2 separate regions of the Mus musculus genome follow, and region 1 is linked to region 2. Evidence: chromatin contacts called from public promoter capture Hi-C data. All regions are on one chromosome and are shown on one strand. Each heading gives the region's core, a stretch centred on a gene start, on an enhancer-like site or on the middle of the called end of the contact. The rest is flanking DNA. Distances are from core to core; before and after follow the strand shown.

The links. Promoter capture Hi-C pulls out the DNA fragments that hold promoters and counts their contacts.
Region 1: a promoter capture Hi-C map of liver shows a contact between it and region 2, with 2.1 times the contacts expected there. The contact joins the promoter of Ercc5 here to the promoter of Nck2 in region 2. A contact is called at or near these places in 4 of 39 promoter capture datasets (HPC-7-derived erythroid cells, liver, pre-B cells and 1 more).

The regions. Positions count from the first base shown.
Region 1 is chr1:44,146,301-44,149,298 of GRCm38.p6, forward strand. It overlaps Ercc5 (excision repair cross-complementing rodent repair deficiency, complementation group 5), which reads left to right and starts at 1,444. Exons shown (of 15, transcript NM_011729.2): 1 at 1,444-1,850. The coding sequence starts at 1,763.
Region 2 is chr1:43,444,294-43,447,290 of GRCm38.p6, forward strand. It overlaps Nck2 (non-catalytic region of tyrosine kinase adaptor protein 2), which reads left to right and starts at 1,458. Exons shown (of 5, transcript NM_010879.3): 1 at 1,458-1,734.

The DNA of each region.
Region 1 (2,998 bases), core at 194-2,693, 700 kb after region 2:
ATCTTCATGTTTGTGATCTATTACTGACCATGACTCTGTCAGACACAGAAATGGTTTTGTTAAGTTCTGGTTCATGTGCCCTTAGGTGCCTAATGGCCTTATTGTTTTGACAATCATTTTCTAAAAATCACTTTGAATACAGGCACATTGTGCAGTACTTATATTCAACACGTGAATTTTGAATTCTACATGGATACTGACCTGAATACATAGTAATTCCGCGGTCCAGCCAAGATCTGAACTATCATCTGCATGACCTCTACTCCAAATATTTTCCACAGGATGCAAAATGTCCTGGGGAGCATCAGACCTGAGACTTGAGAGGTCACTTAAGCAACATTGACGAACTCCCGCTATGCACTACTAAGGAAGGGGTGTAACACTCATCAAGATTGATACCAGTTTCAACATGTTTACAGTCTACTGCTGGAAGTGATAAAAATTAAACAGGCAATTAAATTGCCTTCAGTAAAATACGACTTTACTAAAATGCAAAAGTCCGTAATTTTACACATTGAGGGAATGCTAAACTGTAAACCACCTGTTTGGACATAGATACGTTTTTGCTAAAATTTGACTTCTGATAGACTTCAGCTGTAAATGAATTTTTTTCCCCAGAAATTATCTACTTCTATCCCTTCCTTTTTTTTTTTTTTCTTAGACAAGGCCATGTGAGTCTTGAGCTTGTGATATTCCTGCCCATCTCCCAGATATTTGTGCCACCATGTCGGGCTATCTATTGTTTCTTATCAATCTTTTTACTGGGTTTGAATAATTACAATACCGTCCATCAAAATTGAGCCATTGTATGCTAAGTGCTTTGCCCATATTCACTCTGCTCGGTAAAAGATTGTTCTTTTGTACTGCTTACAGATGACGGAGAAGAAATTCTGAAGAAACGTAATCTCCACAGAGCTAACTCTATAGTAAGGCCTCAAAGGGCTGCATTCGATTTAGAATGTGCATATCGTGTCTTTTCCTGGCTCTACTCTGCCCCAAGTCATTTTTCCCAATTGTGGAACTCAAAGTTTCAGATGCTGGAGGAAATTCAAAGTTAAGCACTGCGTTGTACTGCCATCCAGTTACTGCACGTTGTGAAAATATTTGCCTTCACCAAAGTCAAGATGCTCATCTTTCCGTTCTTTTCTTGTCGAACCCAATACTTGGCGCCAAATCGGCAAAGCTGGGGAGGCAATGGGGAGACTGATACTGAAAATGCACAAAGGAGACCTCACTCCATTAAGAAAGCCAATATGTGCAAACACTTTTTGCGCCTAACAGTCAGCCGAACAGAGGCACAGATTCAAAACCGAATCGCCACACACACTGACTTCGGGAGTGCTCGGGCGTGGGATTTACGTGTCAAGTGTCAACGCGGGAATCCCAACCCTCGCGTTCACTTGGAAGCCAAGAGGTTTCATCGTTTGGTCAGCGGGAGAAATCACTCGCGACCGGAGGAAGGCTCGGCGCTGGCGTCACCGGTGCTGCTTCTCAGTACTTTTAGGCGTGCCAGTACTGGGGCTGAAACCTTTCTGCTCCTCCCACCACATTTAAATTCCGCTGTTCTTTCGGGAGACCGGGTCCGCTCCGGAAGTGCGTCAGCGCCGTGTTCCTCCTTCAAGCCCTGGTGACAGCGGGTTCCAGGCGGAGAGCGGTGGGCTCTGCGTGAGTTGGTGGCGCTGCGTGCTGGTGCGGGGCGCGTCCTTTATCCTAACGGGAAACAAAGGCCCCGCGAGCCCGGCCGAGAGAGAGCGCCTGCGCCATGGGAGTGCAGGGGCTGTGGAAGCTGCTGGAGTGCTCGGGCCACCGGGTCAGCCCGGAGGCGCTGGAGGGCAAGGTGCTGGCCGTGGGTATCCTTCAAGGCGGCTCCGGAGCGCCGGATGAGCGCCTGCTCGGCGACTGGGCTTCGTCCGGGACTTGGTGCTGGGGGTCGATTGGGTGTCTGTCTATCTAGAGTGCAGGCCTGCGCTCCTTAGGCCGGCCCATTTTGTGCCCCCTATGCTTTAGTTCTCACAGCAGAGTGGCTACAGAGTTGTCGCGGAGAATAAGGAGATTTAAATGATAAAATTTGGTATAGCGTCAGGCTCCGTAGTACTGTACATCTGAGAAGTCATTCTGTCAGAGTAGAGGGGGGGAAAAAAAAGAAGAGTTCCGAACCCTCCCACCCTCCTTTTTGAATAGTTACCTCTTGTTTGTTGGAATAAAAAAAGTTCATACGGTGTATAGTGAATTAGTTTCCTCCAGCTTCTGTGATGGGTGTGTGCATTTTAGTTTTGTGTCATTGGAGTTTTGTTTTTCTCCCACTTTGAAAATGTGATACCAATTTTGAAGTTTTGTTTACGTTTATCTGTTCCACGGCCCGTTTCACAGTGCCTCTTTTATCTTAGAAGGTACTTTTACATAGTTTTCTTAATGAAAACTAGAAATTCCTGTAAATAGTTGCTGAATGTGCGTACATGCCTGGACGTGTGTCCGTAGGTGGTGGCATGCCATGCCATTCTGTAAACTATGTCAGTTCTTCACGATGTGCCCAGCTTATAATTAATGGAGAACTTGCAGTTTTGAAAAATCACATTTTATGCCAAATACATCAATGACAAAAATTAAAAATTTGTCTTACAAGTCTTTGCACAGGGTACCATAAACCCTAGTGGTTTCTCGGCGTCACTGCTGTTTAAGGATTTCTTCATTATTTATGATGGAAGAACAATTTTTAGTGAGGGGGTTCTTAAATTCTCATCAAAGGGTTTTAGTAGTGGTAGAGCACTTTCTTAGTATGTATGATAAACCAGAGTTCCATTCACATCTTTGTGAGAAAGTATTGCTGACAACACCATCAAGGAGTTACGTTATTTTCTCTTCCAGCCCTTATAAACAATTAGGAAGTTAAGCATCCTAGCATTCAGGGTTGTCAAATGAAAAGTAATCCATGTAGATTATTCATAAATGGCTGTGTTCCATTTGGGGTGTGAAGTTATGTTTATGAGGTTATTAAGCT
Region 2 (2,997 bases), core at 208-2,707:
TAAGTTCAAAGCTTACTCCCAGTGACTCATCTCCTCCAACAAGGACATACCCTCCTAATCTAAATAGTTTACTAACTGGCCTGCAAATATATGAGCCAAGGGGAGTCCTTCTTGTTCAAATCTCCCTGGAGATCTTATACAGAATCAGTGAGAGGAGTCTGAGGCCACTTTTCAAAGCAAAAGCTTAAAAACTGTGTCCATATCGTCTTACTTATTTAGCATAAACTAATTTTAAGTAGGGCTAAACTATTGGTTAGAGTTCTGCCTTCATTGTTGTAAAGCTAGATAGTAACAAAGATGAGGTCTGTAACAAAGAACGGATGAAGCTAGCATCTCCGACTGGAAGAGACTGTTGGGTGTGCTGATTTTGTACAGGATGCCTCCTAGTGCCCTCGTGTCAGGCTACGTGCCAGGTACTTAACATAGAAGGCAGGTAAACATCTCATGTGATAAAGCCGAGGAAGTTGTGAAACACCTGTGTAAGGTGACACAGTTCAGGAGCCTACGGTCAATGGCTGCGAGGACTATAGCCAAGCTTCCTCACGTTACTTATGCCTGGGAACTTCCTATAAGAAGGCAGGCAACTTTTCTTTCTTTCTTTTTCTTTTTTTGTTACGTAGGGTGAATTGTTTCTGCCTTAATAAGGAGGAAACAAGGGCTAGGGTTGAATCTCATTAACATAAATGTGAGTCGTCCGACCTGAAAGCGGAATTTATTTGAATATCAGGGGTTCCTTTGGGGTATAAGGAGCGAAGGAGCTTGGAGAAGAAACCTCTGGATCCAGTCCTTCTCTTCGATCCAGGGTTCTAGCTTTCCAAGTTTGCTTATAGGTTAGCTACTACTCAAGTCTGGGAGAGCAAGGTTTCCTTCTAAAGCTTTCTCAGCCTCCTGTACTAAAGAATTCCTGGGCTCTAATAAACTGGCCAGGACGCTGCGGAGGCAGCTGAGGTCGGGTTTCCTCTCCTCCCCCACTAGGAAGTGGTCCCGCCTGGAGGTTGGGGGTGGGGGGGATGGAGTAAAAAAGTGTCTGGATGGGAAAGTAAATAAATGCAAGGCAAATAAATAAAGAAAATGCCCACAAGCAATTACTGGGAGGAAGTGACATTTTTATGTAAGTCACTTTTCTGACAGACACCAGGCCTGTTTGGCTGAGAGTGCCGTGGGAATGCTTGGGGGGCGGGGTAGGGAGGTCGCTGTAAGGCTCCCGACGCACAGCCGGGTGCGGAGACCACCCGGTCTCGTGGGCTGCAAGTGGCACCTCCTTATCCCTAGCAGCCCCTCCCGGGTGCCCCCAGCTCCAATCTAGAGCGGGTTACGGCTTGAAGCCCCCAGGCGGCGCTTTCCCGAGGCCTGGCTGGGACTCCCAGGTGGGTCCCCCGCCCCGCGTGCGCCGGGCTGGGCCGGCCCCTGGGCGGCGTCACGGCAGCCAGGGAGGAGCGCGGGCGGGGAGCGCGCGGAGGCGGGCGCTGCGCGGGAGGGTCGCCGCCGCGGATCGCAGGCCGGTGCGCGCGGCCGAGCGGGCGGCGGCGGCGACGGTGGTGGTGAGGAGGGCTCGGCGGCAGGCAGGCTCGGGGCTCCCGGGCCGGCGGGGTCCGCCGGGTCCAATTGCGTCCGCTTGGTGGCGGGAGGAGGGAGCGGTGCAGACAAAGAGCGGCATCTGGGCGGGCGCAGCGCGGCCGCCGCCCCGGGACTCGCGCTGCTGCCCTCCGGCCTCGGCGTGCACTGTGCGGCGAGGTAAGGCGATGGCGGGGGCTGCAAACTTGGGCCGGTCCGTGGAGTTGGAAGAGAGGGGCGAGCGGGCCGCGGCCGCCCGGGGAGGGCCAGGGAGCGCGTACCCCTGCGTACCCGGCCGGTGCCCTCAGCCCCGCCGCGGCCTGGCGTCCCCGGGCACCCGCACCTCGGATACACACACCTTCCTGCGAGCCCTCGCCTCCCTCTGCCTGGGGCTGGCGTGGGGGTGGGGCGCCCTCCGCGGGCGGACTCCGGGGACCAAGGACCCAAAGCCCTCGGGAACACTAGCAGCCCTGGCCTGTGGGCGGGCGTGGGACCGAACAGTGGCCAGGTCGCCGGGCGCGCGTGCCTGGGAAGAATAGCCTGGGATCTGAGGGCCACAGCGCTAGGAAGCGGGAGGCTGCGATGGCCGGGGAGAACTTCCAGTATTTAGAACTATTCGTGATCCGGCACAAAGCTGCTGTCACGTTCCATAAAGGAGGTCCTTGCCTCGGCGCAGGGCGCTTTTGTGCCTGGTTCCTTCCAGTCCCTGCGCCCGGTCCCGCATTTCCAAGACTTAAACCTCCTCAACCAAAGTTTTTCCCGGTTGCTCTGCCCCCTCAGTTTATTTATTCAGGGCGATTTAAGCAAGTGGTTCTGCAAGAATTTGATGTGTGACTTTTAATGCCCCGGTGGCACCTCCCTTTTGAGCGCTGTTAGCTTGGCATTGTGTGGAGAGGTTTGATTTGCAAAACGCTGTTATTTATACACAACAGCGATCCTCCCGGAAGGTGTGCGCGGGTGGTGGTTAATGGATAGCAGAGGTGACTTACAGTAGTATTGTGAACAGCTTGGGGACACAGCTGGGTGCCAAGTGGAGTGGGCCCTGCCACCCTAACCCATTCAGGTTGGCCGCTTCCTCCTTATTTGGCTCTCCTTATTTTGCTAACAGGTTTAAGGCCAGTCTTGCCAAGTTTGCGTCTGTGTGTGGGATGAACAGGTCCGAGTTTGGGCTGGAGGTGCACAGGCCTGCTCCTTGGTTGACCCAAAAAGAAACAGCCCGTTGGCCAGTGGGCGTGGCTTGCTGGTATCCTCCCCTGGAGACTTCTCTGCTCCTCTCCCAATACAGGCTTTTCTGCAGAGATTTTGAGGAGGAATGAGAATAATTTTGGGTGTGTTTCCAGCCTGGGTTTTTTTTTTTTTTTTTTTTTTTGGTATAGTTAGCAACTGTGGTTTTTCTAGTCTAAAGGTCACTACTTTATCAGAACATCTCAACTGTGCTGTGGG